Linked DNA regions of Sus scrofa: region 1 is linked to region 2. Evidence: chromatin contacts called from public Hi-C data. All regions are on one chromosome and are shown on one strand. The core of a region is the stretch at or near the end of the contact, and the rest is flanking DNA. Distances in the headings are between cores, read along the strand shown. Region 1 has its middle 43 kb from the start of YIPF5. Region 2 overlaps LOC110259527 (a long non-coding RNA gene).

Evidence for each region. A called contact is a pair of places that touch in the nucleus more often than the background predicts.
Region 1: a contact with region 2 is called in a Hi-C map of heart right ventricle, with 2.8 times the contacts expected there. The contact joins two enhancer-like sites. A contact is called at or near these places in 2 of 47 Hi-C or Micro-C datasets (fetal heart ventricle and heart right ventricle) and 1 of 2 datasets of contacts at active chromatin or transcription factors (skeletal muscle).

What each region holds. Positions count from the first base shown.
Region 1 is chr2:145,622,633-145,627,027 of Sscrofa11.1, reverse strand. No RefSeq gene overlaps it. Among named protein-coding and RNA genes, the nearest start is that of YIPF5, 43 kb to the left of the region's middle. Within about 2 kb of position 2,492, at least 2 of the 83 cell types and tissues checked have an H3K27ac peak or open chromatin away from gene starts, as enhancers often do.
Region 2 is chr2:145,486,957-145,491,234 of Sscrofa11.1, reverse strand. The region is part of intron 2 of LOC110259527 (a long non-coding RNA gene); the gene reads left to right. Among named protein-coding and RNA genes, the nearest start is that of YIPF5, 180 kb to the left of the region's middle. Within about 2 kb of position 2,259, at least 2 of the 83 cell types and tissues checked have an H3K27ac peak or open chromatin away from gene starts, as enhancers often do.

The DNA of each region.
Region 1 (4,395 bases), core at 1,243-3,742, 140 kb before region 2:
ATGATGTTCTGCAAGGACAGCCAGCCTCTCTAGCCTCGGCTCCCGAGACTGCCCGGCCCCTCTCTAGTTACTCTCAGTTCCTCAGGCATTTCCCTTCATTCCTGCTCTTCTCCTGGGCCACTCCTGCTCATCCTCTAGACACCAGCTATCAAATATCACGTCCTCAGGGGAGCCTTCCCCGACCTCTGGGACAATACTGATGCCTTCCAAGTATATCTGCTCCCACTACCCATCACACTTCATGCAACCACACTTGAGTAATTATTTGTTGAATCAAGTGTTTACCCCTTACCTCCATCACCAGACGGAACATCCCCACAGAACGAAGACTTACTCTTGCTCACAGTTACCTACAAAGACCCCAAACAGTGCTGAGCACATGGGTGATACTCAATAAATATTTACCAAGCGGATGAATGAATTGAAGGTAGTTTATTAGACCTAAAAAGACTCTTAGAGAGCCTGGTCCAAACCCCTAATTTATAGAGGAAGAAACTAAAATCTGTGCAAATTTGTTGCCTTGCCCAAAGCTCTAACCAAAAGCAAAATTAAAGCTGGAGCCACATGTTGTTACTTTCTCTGTGTCCTTTTTTTTTTTTTTTTTTTAATGTCCTGAAGGAAAGCTCGTAGTCTAGTGATTCATCACCCTGAAGGGAATACAGTCATTCCTGACAAGTTCTTCAGGAGCTTAATGAACCTGCAGGTTTGTGTTTTATTTAATGTTCACTCGGTTTAAAATGAGTCCATCGTCTGTGTTTATTTCCCCGTTCCTTCGTTGCTGGATCCAATGTTAATTGTCACAAAGAAGAGAGAATGTGGCAGTTTGGCACGGTTCTGCTGAAAGAGCGAATGTTTAACAGGATCACAGATGGAGTCATTTGCATACAGGAGGTATTTTTTTTCCAGGGTTTTGTCCCAATTAAGAGTTGCAAGTTCAAGCCAGGTTACCGGTTCCAATGGAAAGAAGTTTGCGCTTTCTGGAGCCTGAAGACAGTAAGTGAAGCGAAGACACACTCTGTCTTCAGTGTGGTCACTTTGTTCCCTTCTTTGTCGAGCTAAGATGCGGTTAGTAGCCATTGCCTTCTTTAGGAAAACAGAATAGCTACAAAGTTCTTCATGACAGCCCCTGTGCATTGGACAGGCAGCAGTTTTAAGGACCTATAAGAGGAAACATTCTTTTAATTTCTTTTGCAGCCTGTAGTAATAGCTTATTTCAGTACATAGTTGAGGGCTTTCCTTATCTTAAGCACGGTGTTCACCCCTGGGGATGTAAAGACGAGGAAGGCATGGTCCCTGCCTTCGAGGAGCCCCAGAAAAGGAGAGGAGAGAGGCACACAGTCCTTTAATGCCCATACAGAGCCCTAAGTACAGGAAGGGAGGTATAAGGAGGACGCCTTTTGAGGCTGGAGGAGAGGTAAGAGAGAGTCCTCTTTCCCAGATGAGACCACACATGATCCCAAACTTTAAGCATTGGTGGGAGTTACCCAAGCAAAGGGAGTGAAAAAGGATTTCTAAGAGTTAGAGGAAGAAGAGAGGGGTGGAGGGGTGCGTGTAAACAAGAAGAGAGGCTGAGCTATCTCAGAAGAGGACATGCTAGTACAATAAAAACAAAGCTATTCTGAACCGTCAAGCCCCTGTGATCTTCACGGTAGGGTAAACCATTGCTCCCCAAAGTGACTGGCACACCATCTTCACTCTTCTTGTTTTAATTGCACGCTGCCACTACTGTGATTCACTTCATATTCTTTTTTAAATCAACCTATTTTAGCTTCACCCTAAGCAAGATTATCCATCAAATGGGTGATTTTATCTTAGTTGTGTTTTTTTCTAATACTTACTAAAATAAGTACACAACTCCTAAAGTATAAAAACATGTTCCATCTGGAATCACCTTACACACAGCCAGGCCATGCACACATCACTTTGGGGAAAAGACGGGAGCTGGAGTCAAGAAGAGGCTGACTAGTCCATAACATGAGTCCCGCCCATTGGGTTGATTTGGCTAGAGAAGGTGACTGGGCGTTTGGCACGGTACTGAGTTTAGGGCATGTCTCCCTCCATCCAGATGCTCGGTAATGGCCCAGGTTCGTTTTCCCGTTCATCAATTAATTACATTGCTGTGGCCTGTCTCAGAATTCTTTTGCTGACATCCGAATGCCCAAGGCAATGGTATTAGGATGTGGGGGCTTTGGGAGGGGCCCAGGGCGTGAGGGTGAGGCTGCCCTAGAGGGATTGTGACCCCGTAAAAGATCCCACTAGCCCCTTCCACCAGGGGACGGCCCAAACCTGGCCATGCTGGCATCCTGATGTTGGGCTTCAGCCTCCAGAACTGTGAGACACACGTTTCTGTTGTTGATAAGCCACCCATTCTGTGGTATTTTGTTAGGGCAGCCCAAAGAGATTAAGGCAAACACCACCAAAATAGCAGCAGCTACCACGGGATCTGGCTTTGTGTGTGTCAAGCGTTGCCCTTGGACCTTATATCACTTTGCTTATGTAATCCTTACAGCCCTGTGAGGTCCGTCTGATTGTTGGGCCCATTTTAACAGAATCACAGAGGCTGAATGTCTTGTGGGAGTTCTGACCTTTTGTTTAGGAGAAAGGATCACAGGAAAGCAGACGGATGTAATTGAAAAGAGCTTTGTCCAGACTCTGGAGGCCAAGGCTTTGGTCTCGACATCGCCACTGTGGCCTTCAGAAGAGTCTGTTAAACTCTCCAGGCTGCAGGTGCCTTCTGTGAAGTGTTTACACTCCATGATCTTGAAGTTCATTTGTAAGCCGGAGACTCTTTCATGGGTAAGCTGGGTCTGTGTCACGGTCTGTAAAGTAGGGCTACTGATACCAGCTTCCCAGGACTGTTGTGATGATGAAACGTAGGTAAAGTCCTAGCCCAAGGTGTGAAACATGGTAAGCCTGCCCCAAATGCATTATAAATAAAAACGCTATTCACCATAATTAACCCCAGCGTGGTGATAAGCACCGTGATGACGTTCGAAGGGAGCCCTGCATCCATAAATACAGGAGGGTGAATCAATTATTCCGCTACTTGGAAACGGAAGTGCTGTCTGGTTTTCATTTCAGGCAGGCCAATTTGGGTTTCCGTATGCCTCCATATCTGTAGGTCAGAGACGAAAATCAGAGCTCTTCCCTGGCATGGGAGCTGACATCCAAGGTGGTCTCCAGGGTTCCACACGGCCTTGATGCCCCTCTTGATGACTTGTACAGCCTCTAAGATATTATGGGAATGATGCTCTTTGAATTCTGAGGCTAGATCCTAAAAGGCATTGTAGTATCTGCCGTACTTTCTCTTGCATTGCTCATGAATAACACTCAAGCAGCCCTATGGAGAGGCCCACGTGATGGAGAACTGAGATTTCCTGTCACGCAGTGAGGAACAGAGGCTTTTATCCAGCAGCCTGGTGAGTGAGCCATGTGGCATGTGGATCCTTCAGCCACAGTCAAGCCTTCAAATGACGGCAGCCCATGCTCGCATCTTGGCTACACCCTCATGAAGGACCCTGAGCCAGAACTACTCAGCCGAGTCACCCCCAAATTCCTGATCCCAAGGCCAAAGACATGCTGAGATAATAAATGTTTGTTGTTTTAAGCTGCTCTGTTTCAGGGTAATTTGTAATGCTGTAAGAGACAGTGAATACAAATGAATGCAAAGATTGAAAAGGGTATCTTGATAGACAGTGTGTAGCCACGTTGGTGTCATCTAGTTCAGGCCATCGAAGAGCTGTGAATGTTCAGTGGGAGGGAAAGAAGAGGCGTGGAGGGGACCGCAGGCTCTGAGGGTAGAGGGCTCTAGGAGCAGCTCTCGCGCTAGCAGCAGAGGACAGCAGAGGATTTCCGCAGGTCTTACCAAGTTTAGGGGCCCATTCAGAAGCAGGATGGACCGCGGCAAGGGAGATGCATCTGCAGACACATCAGATCCACCCAAAGCCTTTTTCGCAGTCGAGGAGTCCAGGGCAATAGTTTGTAGTGGGTCTCACTTGAACTGCCTCAGCTTCCTCTCACCAGCTATTTAATCCCGATTACTTTGGAATAATAAAATGTGGTAGAATCATTTTTCACTCAGCAATGGTGATTCAAGAATGGTCCGTGTTACTATTCATGTTTCTGTCAAGAATAGGCCCATTTTCTGGTTTTCCAAAAGTGCACTGTGCATCCTGAGCATGGATTTGGAACAAGGCAAAAGCTGGTTGATTCTGTACCTCTTTATGGTGTGCCAATTTGTAATAATGCTTCTTAGGAAACCAACCTGAGAATGTTATGCAAAAGATACTTTAGGGAGAGTAGAGGAAGGAATTGCAGCTTCCCTTTTTCTTTGGGCCCCTGTCTCTACTCTGTAACTCTAGTGTCCACTGCCTGCTTTGTCTTTGTCTGTTTTGT
Region 2 (4,278 bases), core at 1,010-3,509:
CGTGAAGTCTGGGATTTAGGGAAATGGCAGAGGGTGCTACATGCGAGGACAATCCCCGGGCAGGAGTGGGGAGAAGGAACTATTTAATTCCACCTATTTCTTATTCACAGTTGTCTCTTCATTTGATCGGCTGCAGTTACATCACACACTCACTCAAGAACCAGCCACTTGCAAGGGGACTGGGGAGGCCATGACTGGCTTAGACTAATTAAAATTCACCCAGTCTTTCCAGATGCACATGTCTGATCAGTTCCTGAACAAAGATGCAATTTTCTCAGCAAGAAAAAAGGAAGACCAGAAACACCTTGTAGGTAGATAATCAGTATTGTCTGCCACAGACGTCAAATAGATAGGCCTTAGTGACCAAGGGCCTGTCAGGGCTAAGGAGAGAGAGATGATGGGCAGGCTTGTTGCTAAGGCCACTCCAGTAAGACTGCCTACTAATTATCTATATAGATAGACTACAGAGAGTTTAGCTTCATTCAGAAGAATGACGGTAGTGTAGTGCATTTGTGTGTTCCTAAGGGACAAAGAACAGCCTTGAAATGTGAATTTATCTTAACTGCTCTATGGAATTAGGTCTGTTTTATACAAAAGCTGAATATTCACTAAATTATTGCCTAAATTGAGCACATTTGGGGACAAGATGTGCCTAGCCCCTGGTTTGATCTCATCTGTCAGTAAAGTGAACAGAATGTCAGCATTAATGCAAAATAAAATCTTCTACCTAGAAAGAAATTATTTTTAAAGCAGAAAAAGTTTTGAGATTTCTTTTATATAAGGTCCTTCAATAAATGTTGCACATATTATTTCCTACTAATATGCTCACTCAAAATTCTTAAGCTTGAAACGGTTTATTAACCATGACCTAAATAGCGTCCAGAATTCTGTTTCCAAAGCCGTCAGTCTTTGCAGTCATTCTCATCAGTCACTGAAACAATGATCTTCGATAAGGGCACATTTGGTCTCTCCCTATACTGGGAGGGCTGTCCATTTCTAAAAATATGTTGCTATGTTACAAATGCACCATCCTTGGACTATAGGCAGGAAGATAGCTGTTTGAAATTAGCCTATACAAAGCCAATAATGGGAAAATAATAAATCTGAGAGTTCTAAAAGCACCAGTCCTCATTCTTGTTTTCCTTCTCTTCCTTTTCAAACAAATATAATTTTTCTTCCTTTATTTCTTTCTTCTCTGTTTATTTTTTTTCCAGGAAAACACATTCAATGTTCTTCAGTCATTTAACATAAAGAGAACTAGATGATAGAGTAAATTGCAGATCAAAAGCCTTCCTAACCTGTGAATTTTCTACCACCTTTTCCTTAAAAGAAACTCAGCTTCAGCATCTTGTAAATAAAAATAATCTCCAGCAACCTGTTAATTTCAGTTTGTGGTTCAAGCAGTACAAGGGACATTCTGAATATTGATTTATGTCGGAGACAAACTCCAATTAGAATAAATAGCATGGAGGAGTCCCTATCATGGCTCAGTGGTTAACGAATCTAACTAGGAACTATGAGGTTGTGGGTTCAATCCCTGGCCTCGCTCAGTGGGTTAAGGATCCGGTGTTGCCTTGATCTGTGGTGTAGGTCGCAGAGGCAGCTCAGATCCAGTGTTGCTGTGGCTGTGGTGCAGGCTGGCAGCTGTAGCTCTGATTCGACCCCTTGCCTGAGAACATCCATATGCCATGGGTGCAGCCCTAGAAAAGATAAAAAAAAAAAAGGAATAAATAGCATGGACACATGTGACACTAATTGATAACAAGGGTATTAAACCTTAGAGGAAACACTGAGCCCTGTAAAGTCAAAGCTCTCACAGTGACAGCCTAAAGGACCAGGGATGCATTCACTGTGATTCTGAAGCTGCTGAAAAGGGGCAGGATTCCACTGTAGGTCCAGCATAGAGAAAATAAGTTATAATCCTTCAGCTTTCAAATTAAATAGCACAGTAATCTTCTTTGTAGAGTATCAGATAATCGTCTTAGAACATACCCACTCTGGGACGTTTATATTTGTAGGCATAAAGGTGCTTCATCCCCTTAGTAGGCATTTTCCAACCACTGACTATACATGTTTTTACCCCAAAGCATGTAATCCCACATACACTGCAACAGCCTCCTGGTTAGTCTTCCTGATCACCTTCTCTCCCCTGCCTGAGTCATTTTATGCTTCATTATCTTCATAGGGCAATATGGATCATATCACTCAGATGCTTGGTCTCTTAGCAATGTCTGTCACCTGCCTGATAAAGTCCATACGCCTCAGCCTGACCTTCGAGATCCTTGGTGTCTGGCCCCAGTCCAACTCGCAGCCCTGTATGCCCGTGTTCTTCTACTTTTGTCATTGGAATCAAGTCCTCACTTGAGGAAGGGATTGATCGTGTTACCCAGACATCGGCTTCTTTAAGGATAACCTATAAATAGGGGACCATTTGTTTTCTTTGACTACAGTACAGCTTCTTCCTGCCTCTGCATATGTGCTTCATTCTGGAAGGGAGAAATTCCTATGTCTTCTTTTCCTAACAACAAGTGTAGAGAGTCCTTACTCATGTGTATCTTTATGGGGCATTTACGGCTGGTACTTTGAGCAGAGAGGAACATTGAGAACTCACTCTGTCTTGAGGGTGAAAATATCACAGTGCAATTCTTCTGTTCATTTGGTAACTGAGTAACAGAAACTGGAGAACTCCAAGAGATTTTCCAGCATATGCCCAGCTCACTGGGCATTTTTAGAGGAGAAATATGAAGCAGAGGTTCAGAGCTTGGTCTCTGGAATCAGGCAGACATGGATCAAATCTGGCTCTACCACTTACTACCTATGTGATCTCAGAAAGGTTTTTTGTTTTTTTTTTTATGTACTATGTACCTCTGTGTTCTCATTGAGGAGTGGAAATGGACACTGAATGATTGTCACAAAATGGGAATGTGATTTATGGACAGATATCAACAAAAACACTTAGAGGATGTAAACTGTATTTATGGAAAAGGGAATAGGAAATTATGGAGATGTTACACAAGACCAGTGATGAGGCAGTAGGCTCCTGGTTGGAGAGAGTGACTTTTCAGATCTTCACCTCTGGATGACATCATAAAAACTGCCAGAGATTTCACCTCCCAGTGAAAAGATTCTGCAAAGTATGACAATTACCCTTACCGTTGTCATGAAACTTTATGTATCTTCCACCTGAATCTTTCTGCCTTGGCTGTGTCTGCCTGCTTCTAGCTGCAAGTCATGGGCATAAGACACAGCCTATTCCTAAGTGTTTATTGCGATGTTAGAGAGGCCGTTTCCCCTTGGATATTCCTGAGGTCCACTGCTGTTCTAATATTGCCTACCTCATTTGACAGAGGAAAGAATTAAGTGAGATATGTGTGTATAGCACTAGGCACGGTACTGGCCAAGGGTAAGTGCTCATTAAGTCATAGCTCGAGTTGTTATTTCAGCTTTTGGACATTACTTTTTCCTCTCCCAGTGAGAAAATTAAGTGAAATGATTTCGAGTAGGTCATCCAAATTTTTGTCAGGTGGAATTACCCTAGATTTTCCCGAAGTCTTACCATGACCAATGGAGAGTAGGAAGTTGAATGGGAGAAATGATAGTTTTAATATTAGGAAGTAGATCTGACTCTTGAACAAGAACCCTTAGTTGGTTTTCCTGTTTTCAGCCTTGTCTCCACCTTCATAGTCTATTAACAATTCATCAGTGATTCTCCAAGAATGTAAGTCAGACCATGTCACCCCTCTGTTCAAAATCATGCTGGCTTACCCTTCAGATTAAAAGCCAGAGTCCTTACAGTGGCTTATGGGACCCTCCATAATCTGGCCTAATTCCTTCCCTAATTCACCTGTAATTTCTCAGTTGCTCAGGCAGAGACACTCCATAGTCCCTGCCCTCCTCACTGTTGTTCAAACACAAGGACATACTCTTAGCTTAGGATCTTTGTACAGGCCTTTACCTCCACCCAGGACACTCTTCCTCTAGATGGACACTGGGTGGCTACTCTCCTACCATCTTTAAAATTTTGCCCCAATGACACCTTCTCACTGAAGCTCACCCTGATTACCTGATAGTTTTAAACCGGAAATTGACATGGTTAGTCTAATTACAGAATTTTATTTCATGAAGACAGCTAATCTGCAGAAAAAGATAAATGAAAGTAATTCCATCTTTACTCTTTATTGTCAGTTAAAAAAAAAAAAACCAACACAGATGGCACTACATTCTTCTTCTTCTTCTTTTTTTTTTTTTTTGCTATTTAGGGCTGCATCTGTGGCATAT